3 separate regions of the Oryctolagus cuniculus genome follow, and regions 2 and 3 are each linked to region 1. A link is a contact called in public Micro-C data. All regions are on one chromosome and are shown on one strand. Each heading gives the region's core, a stretch centred on a gene start, on an enhancer-like site or on the middle of the called end of the contact. The rest is flanking DNA. Distances are from core to core; before and after follow the strand shown. Region 1 holds the start of ZBTB18 (zinc finger and BTB domain containing 18). Region 2 has its middle 23 kb from the start of SPMIP3. Region 3 holds the start of AKT3 (AKT serine/threonine kinase 3).

What was found. A called contact is a pair of places that touch in the nucleus more often than the background predicts.
Region 2: a contact with region 1 is called in a Micro-C map of ear pinna, with 5 times the contacts expected there. The contact joins the enhancer-like site here to the promoter of ZBTB18 in region 1. A contact is called at or near these places in 3 of 6 Hi-C or Micro-C datasets (ear pinna, psoas muscle and an unstated tissue).
Region 3: a Micro-C map of ear pinna shows a contact between it and region 1, with 6 times the contacts expected there. The contact joins the promoter of AKT3 here to the promoter of ZBTB18 in region 1. A contact is called at or near these places in 2 of 6 Hi-C or Micro-C datasets (ear pinna and psoas muscle).

What each region holds. Positions count from the first base shown.
Region 1 is chr13:64,058,509-64,061,608 of mOryCun1.1, forward strand. ZBTB18 (zinc finger and BTB domain containing 18) reads left to right here and starts at 1,698. Exons shown (of 4, transcript XM_051821490.2): 1 at 1,698-1,845.
Region 2 is chr13:64,276,593-64,279,692 of mOryCun1.1, forward strand. No RefSeq gene overlaps it. Among named protein-coding and RNA genes, the nearest start is that of SPMIP3, 23 kb to the right of the region's middle. Within about 2 kb of position 1,584, at least 1 of the 8 cell types and tissues checked has an H3K27ac peak or open chromatin away from gene starts, as enhancers often do.
Region 3 is chr13:63,859,992-63,863,091 of mOryCun1.1, forward strand. It overlaps AKT3 (AKT serine/threonine kinase 3), which reads right to left and starts at 1,454. Exons shown (of 14, transcript XM_070055614.1): 1 at 1,288-1,454. All of the region lies in intron 1 of LOC138844987 (a long non-coding RNA gene), which reads left to right.

The DNA of each region.
Region 1 (3,100 bases), core at 448-2,947:
GATTTCACGGAATGAAAAGCTCTAGCTACCACGGGGTGGCCCTGACCTCAGGGATCCAGCACCAGGGCATAGGTTGAGCCAAGGCTAGAGAGGCTCCCTGCTGTTTCTAACAGGATATTCCAACGGTATTTCAGTTCCAGGAAATTTTGTGTGTGTGTGTGTGTTTTTTTTTTTTAACTTCATTAGCAGTTGCACATGGCTGATGTGCCCACACAGCACTCTCAACTTTCCTTTGCTCATCTGACCTGGAACAAAGCGAAAGCACGTTTTGCCCGGTTGAAAGGTCCCCTGGCAAGTTGGTGAGCAACAGGCTTGCCAGTCCGGGTTCAGCTAGCCAAGAATAAACACGTTTCATTAGACAGGCACTCGCGGACTGCCTTCCTCACTTCCTCACAGCTTTCTAGTTTGAAGCCTGTTTCCCCACCACCACCTGTTAGCCAACTTTCTTTTTAAACTGTATTTCTTGCCTCAAGATTCCAATACCCCCAGGACAGAAAACTTTCTACCTTTCTTTGTGGCCACGATGAACAGAGTTTAATTGCAAACTACTGAGTGAAAGTTTATTCGGAAAAAAAAATTACAACAACAGTCTTGCCTCTTCCCTCGGTACTTTTTAAAGTTGTGGCTTGCTGCGAAACCAACTGTGCACTCAGGCTAGGGCACCTACAACGATCGACCTCACAGTAAGACTATGCGATGTGGCCACTTGGGACTGTCGCTGCTTGGGACTGCCTAAGTACACCTGGGCTCCGCGAGAATGGCAGGCGCTCTGGCCCGCCGGGAACCGGACCGCGACGGGAGGAGAACGCCGCCCAGAAAACTGCCTCTCGGCGCTGCGGCGTCCTCTGCGCCCCGCTGGGCACCGGGACGCGCGGGACTCCGCAGGGCCGAGCCCGCTCCCCTGCGACTCCTCAAAGTACGTTTGCGGTCAGCACCTTGCACTCCGAAAAGCTAGCTCCGCAACCCCAGGGTGCGCGGGGCCTCGGAGCTTGGAAACAAGCCCCTCCCACCGCAGCTGTCGCCGCCGCCTGCGGGCTCCTTTCACTTTCTCACGGCCAAGTCACCCAGAGGGGCGCCGCTGCCACCGCCGCCGCTGCGCCCGCGGACTCCGCCCCGCGCCGCTCCGCTCCCGGCCCCCGCCCAACCAGGGCCCCGCCCACCCCAACAGTTGCTGCCTGCGATTGGCACGCGCGGGCGGCAGCTCCGGCTTGCCCTTCTCATTGGCTAGATCCTCATGTCAGTCCGACGACTACCTGCCACGCCCTCCGCCCTCCTGAAAAGCCGCCCTTCTATTGGAGCAGCCGGCGGACTGGGGGCGGGCGGGGAGCACCGGTCCAGCCGCTTTCGGTCAATCGCAGAAGCCCCACGCCCGGAGGGAGGGGGCTGGGGAGGAGAGGGGCGGGCCGAGGGGGGGGAACATCTGGCCGGCGCCGCCGCGTGCGTGCGTGGTGCGTCCTCCCGCCCCCTCCCCTCCCCCGCACCGCCCCCCCGCACCGCCCCCCCCACCCCGGCCCGGCGGCTCCGCGCTCGCTCCCTCGCTCGCTCCCTCGCTGTGTCTGGCAGGCTGCGGCCGCCGCTGGGCTGCTGCCATGGGGAGCCGTTGAGAGTGGGGCCCTCTTCGCTCCGCCGCGCTCCTCCGGCTGCCAGCGGGGGTGGGTGGGAGGGAGGGAGGGGGCGGGGGGGAGCGGGCGACGGAGCCGGGATTGGGGGGTGGGGGGGCCGGGAGGGAGGGGGGCAAGAGGAGGAGGAAGCCCACCAAGTCCGGCGGCGGCGGCGGCGGCGGCCGGGAGGAGGCGGAGGACGCGGCGGCGGCGGCGGGGACGCGGTGACTTAGGGCCGCTCCGTGTGAGTCCCGGCGCCGGCTCCCGGCCCCTGACCCGGCGCCCCCTCCGCGCCCCGGCCCCGCTGGCGGGCGGGGGGCGCCAGCTGTGCGGCCCTCGCCGGCTGGGCAGGGCAGTGCGGGCGGAGGGCGGGCCGGGCCGGGGGCGCCCCCCGCCAGCGGAGTTAGTTTGTGTGGTTGGAGCTGTTGGGGCGGCGGGGGGCGGCGCAGCTGCGGGAGGCTTGGGCGCGGGGACGGGGCCGCCGCAGCTGCGGGGTCGGGCGGGGTGCGGACTCGCAGGCTCCGTGCCGCGCCACCCACCCCCCCTCACCACCACCACCACCACCACCCCCACCACCCAGCCCGGGCCGGTGCAGCTGCGGCGCGGGGCGGGCTCCCGGCCGGTGCAGCTGCGGTGGCGCCTCTCGGGTGCGGAGGGCGGCGGGCTGGGGGAGGGGGCTTGGGAGCCGCCGCAGCTGCAGTGGCGCCCGGGACGGCCGCGGCTCCGGGGACCGGTGCAGCTGCAGTGGCGCCCGGGGGGAGGGGGCGGCGGGGAAGGCCCCCCCTCCCCACTCCCCGCGCGCCCCAGGCTGGTGCAGTTGCCTGGAGGCCCCGGGGGCTCGCGCGCCGCGGCGTCGGGGCAGCGCTGGCAACCACCTCCTCCCCCGGCTGCTTCTTACGACTTTTCTTTTGTTGTTGCCGTGACCCGGGTCTGTTTTCTCGGCTGTTGTTTAAGGTGTTTTCCTGCTGCACCGGCTCTACGCCCTCCACCTCCTCCTTCCCTGTGGTTTTTAACCTTCCTCTTTCCCCGAGCGTCTTAATGCACGGCGGACTACGTCGAGATTTGCATTTCTCCCCAACCCCCTCCACTCCCAAACTCAACACCCCAGCCCCCTCTCCTTTGACAAACTCTTCCCCCCACCCACCCACCGCCCCAGCCTCACAAAACGTCTGTGGGTCCGCCGCGAGAAGGGAAGGGGTTGATTTGTGGAGTGGGAGCCGCTGGCCCAGTGCGGTGCTCGGGGCTCGTTAAAGTGTCACTCGGCCCCCACCCCGCTGGGAAAGTGGGGTGATTAATGCCCGATGTATCGGAGCGGGGCCGAGGGTGTTTGTCGGAGCAGAGGCCGCGTGGCTGCGGAGGGAATTTGTCTCCGAGGAGTGTGTCGTGAACTAGGCGTTCGTCATTATGTCATTCACCGCGAAGTTGGACAAAGTTAGGTGACTTTGGGAGAGCGAGACAGGACGGAGGAGTCGGGTTTTTGTTACTCTTTAACTTGTGGG
Region 2 (3,100 bases), core at 334-2,833, 220 kb after region 1:
GAGACAGTGGTGAACTGTCTTCAAGTACTTACTTAGCTCCAGGAACACGTAGCGGACACGGACACAGAACGAGTGTGCTGGGCTTACCCACAGACAGCCTGTCCTCGTCCGGGAACACTTCGAGATTCCTCTCCAGGAGAAGTTCGACAGCCCCAGCCTCTTGTAATACTTTCCTGGGTCACACGTGCCGCAAAGCTGAGGCTGAATGCTGGGAGTTAAACTTTTCAGCTCTAGAATGAGCGAAGGCTAACAAGGCTCAGGGGTTGGAACGGAAACCCCAGTGATTCTGAAGAGAGGAAAAGAGAGGCCTCTTGCTTATTACGGTACAGTGCTGAAGACAACTGTGGACTAAAATGAGGCTTTAAAGAAAAATAAAGAGGGTTTTTCAAATGTGTGGCGAAATAGAAGTGACACTAACCTGGGAGACAGCTGTGCTCTCCTTCCTCCTCTGCCACCAATTAGATGTGTGCTGAGGGCACTCCCTTCCTGGGAGCTGTAACTTTGTAAAACAAGAGCTTACCCGGTCACTGAACAGCCCTACTTCCGAGGGCGCGTGGGCCATCTGAGACACAGCCGTGTGGACCTGATCCTCTCCACTGCTGCCGTTCAGGCTATAGCCCTCAGCTGCCACTGAAATGCCCAGTGAAAGCATCCGCAGCATGGCTGGTGACGCTGTGAGACAAGCCAGGAGTTAAGACACACAGAGTGGTTTCCGTTCCACTGTGTTTCAGTGATATTCACCATGCTAGCAATCTAAGACAGTCTCTCTTTGCAAATAGAGAGACTACTATAACAGAGTACAGTCCATCCAATGACTTTCTGCCATCTGCGAGGGAGGTGGCAGGCCCCAGACAGCTGTGGAAGGGACCTTCAACTTGAATTTTCTAACAGTAACAGGCATAAGCAGATTGGTCCTTGGAATTAGGCTTTCTTAGAGTGGCATTAACATGAATTCACGTCCCCTAAACTCGTACCAGCAGATACGGTAAAAATGGCTTTATCCCTAGAGTAATTAATCCATGTAGCAAAGAGATCCTGAAGGTGCTGCCAGCAATCTTAGGATAATTGAGATCTGACAGCAAATAAATGCTGTGGATCAGGACAGCTTTTGCTACCCCAAAGCCCCAAAGTGAGGACCGCCTTCCAAAAGCTCAGCATCCAAAACTTGTTTATCCCCTTTTGTGGCGAGCCCATCATCCTGGACTGCAAACCCTACACTCCCCGCGCCCCCATGATACCCATTCAGGGCAGTGACCCCAGTTGGCAACCAGGAGCCGCATGGACTGCGGTCAAACACCCAGATGAAATGCAAACTGCAGCTGATGGCCTGGCCTTTCGGGTCAGTGGCTGCTGTGCACAGCTCTCTCCCAGCCTCCTGAAGCTCAGATGCCAGCCCGATTTCTATCTGGAAATGTCCCAGCCCCAACATGGAACAAAAGTTCCCTCTGACAAGCGCATTCGGGTTCCAAAGTATGTTTTTATGTTTGTTGGCAAATAGAACTGTCACCAGCCACAATAACAACACTGTTTTCCCTCGACTGAAGCTACTTCATTTCTTCACATTTGTTCCAGGGCTGGAGCTGGACAGATGAATAATGTAGGCTAGGCGGCTGGCCCAAATCCTGACCTCGTGCCTCCAAAAGCAAACACAGAGGTGAAAATGGAGACTTGTTTGTTTGAACTCCCACTGCCTAATGTTAAAAAGAAAGAGAAAGAAGGAAAACAAACCTCCCACCATCCTATTTCACTGAGGGTTTTTGTTTTGTTTTTCTTTTCTTTTTTCATTTTTCACTTTTTCTAAGAAGGAACTACAGCCCTCTACTGGTGTAAGGAATAAAGCCAGTTTCTCAATTGTCAAGGTTACTCTGCCATCTTGTGGCCATGTTAGGGTGGCTCAAGGCCAGATAAGATCTTATCTCAAGTTTTATAACATATGGCTGGGTCAGGTCTTTGGAGAATTTTTTACAGAATTTAGATAGATTTTCACTTAAGACATCTCATGAATATATGTTACATTTTGGGGGGAAAACTTAGATGTTTGGAGTTAACATTTTAGCTTTAAGATTTTTGTTTTATTTTTGAGAGGCAGAGTTATAGACAGAGAGGGAGAGACAGAGAGAAGAGTCTTCCATCCACTAGTTCATTCCTCAAATGACCACAATGGCTGCAGCTGGGCTGACCCAAAGCTAGGAGCCAGGAAGTTCTTCCAGGTCTCCCACATGGGTGCAGGGACCCAAGCACTTGGGCCATCTTCCACTGCTTTCCCAGGCCATAAGCAGAGAGCTGGATCGGAAGAGGAGCAGCCAGGACTAGAACCAGCACCTATATGAGATGCCAGCCCTGCAGGCAGAGGCTTAGCCCACTATGCTACAGCACAGGCCTCTAGAATTTTAGCTTTATATTCAAGCACTAAACAGCTACTTGTGGCAGCATGCTTGAGCAAGTCATTTCATTTACGTGTGTGTGTATATGTATGTATTTGTTTTTATTAAAAGGCAGTGAGAGGCCGGCGCCGCGGCTCAACAGGCTAATCCTCCACCTTGCAGCGCCGGCACACCAGGTTCTAGTTCCAGTCAGGGCGCCGGAATCTGTCCCGGTTGCCCCTCTTCCAGGCCAGCTCTCTGCTGTGGCCAGGGAGTGCAGTGGAGGATGGCCCAAGTGCTTGGGCCCTGCACCCAATGGGAGACCAGGAGAAGACCTGGCTCCTGCCATCGGATCAGCGCGGTGCACTGGCCGCAGCACGCCTCCGCAGTGGCCATTGGAGGGTGAACCAATGGCAAAGTAAGACCTTTCTCTCTGTCTCTCTCTCTCACTGTGCACTTTGCCTGTCCAAAAAAAAAAAAAAAAAAAAAAAGGCAGTGAGACATAGAGGGAGATAGAGCAAGATCTTCCATCCATTGATGTACTCCCCAAATGCCCACAACAACCAGGGCTGAATATGCCAATTCCAGGAGCCTGGAACTCAGTCTAGGTTTTTACATGGGTGTCAGGGACCCAAACACCTGATCCATCACCTGTTGCTCCCCCGGTGCACATTAACAGAGGCTAGATAAGAAGTGGCAGAGCCAGGACTTGAACTAGCCACCCTGAAATGGAAGGT
Region 3 (3,100 bases), core at 204-2,703, 200 kb before region 1:
CGCCCCCCAGCTTCCTCCGGAAAGCGAGGGGGTGTCGGTGTCATCCGCGCCGGGCATCCCCCGGCCTCCCCAACCCACACCCAGAGCCGCCGGCGACCCAGCCCCCGCCCACGCCCCCGGCGCGGTGACAACCCAGACGCCCCCGCCTCACCCCACCCCCCCGCCCGAGGGAGGCAAGAGGGAGGACCCGGGCCCGGGGCCCGCGGGGAGTGCAGGCGAGGCGGGGAGGGGGCGAGAGTGGGGGGCGGTGGCTGTTACCTGCAAAGGCGGCGGCGGCGGCGGCCCCGGCCCCGCAGCTGCTCGGGCGGCGGCGGAGGATGGAGTTGGGGGGCGGGGGGAGGAGAGGGGGCGACTCGGGGGTCCCCCCTCCCTCCTCCTCCCCTCCTGTCCTCCCCCCACCCCGCAGAGCCTCTGGCTCCCTGGAGCCCGGTGCGGCCCGCGGGAGGGCAGGCGAAGGGCTGCAGGGGAGGGAGGGAGCCGGCCGGGCCGGGCCGCGGAGCTGGAGCGGGAGGAGGAGGAGGAGGCGGCGGCGGCGGCGGCGGCGGGAGGGGGAGGGCGGAGGGAGGGCGGCGGCGGGGGGGGGGAGGAGGCGGAGACTCTACATGGGAATCGGATATCGGCTACAAATTCAATTCATCACCAGAAAACACCGCTCGGGCGGGGGCCGGATCTTGCCGGCGGGGCGGCCGCAGGCGGAGGCTCCGAGCCCCCAGGCGCGCCCTGCGCGGGGCGAGGGTCCGCGGCCTCCTCTCGAGGGCCGCGCCTCGCCCGGGAGACCCCGCCGCCGCCTCCTCCCCGCCCCCTCCTTCCTCCCTCTTGGGGCCGCCGCCGATCGGTTCTCGCCGCCGCCGCGGGGCTTGTTGTTGACTTTGAGGAAAACTCCTGACGTCAGGGGCTGGCTCTCGGCGACTGGCGGGAGCGGCTTCCCCGCGTCCCCGGCCCTGCCCGCCGCCTCAGCTCCCCTCCTTGCCGGGCCCTGGTCCTCAAGGCTTCCCCGCGCCCCCCAAACCCGCGGCGCCCGGCGCCCCCTCTCCTCTCGCGAGAACATCCCCCCAGCCAGCCAGAGCCGGGAGCGGGGGCAGTCATTCCTGGGCGGGAAGTTCTGGGTTTCCCCCGCGCCCGCGTGGCCCTTGGCGGGCACCCGAGGCCGGCAGCGATGGCTCCCCTCCCGGCGCCTTCCGCCACGCACCCGCCCGCCCAGGCTGCAGACCCCGCGCCGCACGGCCCGGCCTGGCGCAGCCCACGGCGGCTGCTTGCGGAGGTCGCGCCGCGCTCGAGGGCCCGCACCTGGAAGCCCCCGAGGTGGGCGGTGCCCAGTGGGGAGGGAGCCCCGGCGGCGTCGAGCGGGTCGGGAAGGCGTCTCAGCCACAGCCCCTGCGGGAAGAGGGTTCCGGGTCGTTACTACTAAGCGCTAAACCAGACCTAATTTGTCCCCGGGACGTTACCGTCCAGCCCAGGAACACCTCCCCGAAGGGCCCCCCACACTGCTGGCTCTCATGCTGTACTGGCTATATTGGGATTATAATTCACCCCTAAAATCACACCCCTTTGGGGGGATATTAGTTTTCATTGACTTTGGGGCAGCCATGATGTATTAACACTCACAACGACCATACCAGAAAGCGTTTCTTTCGAAGTTCATGGCTTCTGCGAATATTTGATAATAGATTGTTTTTTTTGCAAAGTGGCCGTATTTACCATCCATTACGCTCCAGAAAGTTTACTTTTTCTTAGGCCATGTTTTATCGCTTCTGGAAACATCTGGCAAACACTAGTAGTCTGCCACGCGGCTCCAGTCTTGTTTATAATACCTGTTATTTGTTCCCCCTGCAAGATTCTTATCCATACCTTTGCCTTCTTTCCGTACAAAAGTTCCTTCTCCTGATGGTCGCTCGTCTGCTTGTCCATGTGCCGCCATCACCTGTGATGAAAGTCTTTCTGTATCCCCTGGTGTTTCTTAATCTTAATCCATCTAGGTCCACGTCTTTTCTCTCTTAGAAAATGCACAGGAATAGGTAACCTAATAAAAGGGAAAAATTTTCAGAGATGTTTCAATTCAGTTTTTCACATTCATTAAGAGACACCTGTTTCCTTGACCCTTCTAGAACAGAGTTTGCCACGTTAGGATACACAATTCAGCTCAGACTAAAGGTCTCTGTTGCTGCTTTACCGTATTTTCCAGCATGGAAAAGGCTGATTAATAAACATAGATGGCTAATTCTCCTCATTTTCACCATGTAGAAAATAAACATTCATCAGACCTTGAACATTAGCTACTGGCAAAATGATTTGGCTACAGATTTTTTGCTGTAAAATACAAAAATGGATCCAATTTGGTTCTGTAGTAGCCCAATCCACTTTAAGAAAACAGTCCCTCAAAACAGCAGCACTAGGAAGAGTGTCAAGCTCTTTCAAATGTTTAACTCTGAGAGTTATTGTGATATTCCAGATTATTAGATACCTCCTTTCAATAAGATTTTCACTTTCGACATATTTGTGAGAACTAAATTTATCTCATGAATATTTATCCTAGTCTCATCAGATTGTATTAAATCTCAGCTGGATGAGATCCTAAGATTAAGTATTATATAAATCAGAATGGATCATATACTCTGAAAAACTGTCAACTTCAGCTCTATATTTGCTTTTGTACTATAGTAGTTTCATAAATTTCTGTAACAAAAGCACATGAGATTTTATTACAGATTATTATTAATTAAGCTATTGTTTATTGAAATAGCATCAGACTTTCTCTTAGACTTTGCCATTACAGTTTGGCAGAATCTGCCAGTTGTGCTACGATAGTACTGCATAGAGGGGGCATATTAGATTTCTCCTCGTTTTTCTTGTCCTCGTATCCCAGTAACATGGGGTGCAACAGTATGTTCTTCCATGGGAATTCCAAGAGAAAGCCCTCATTCTTTATTAAGCCAGATGTTCTTAAGATTAACATGTTTCTATAGTGGTTTTATTATACCTTTAAGGAACATGTTCAACTCTTCTTTATACAACCAATGAGTAAATTAGATACTGAAAGCTGTTTCTTGGTACTTCTACCATTTCTTGTGAATAACTTAAACAAGAAGGCACATTTAGAATT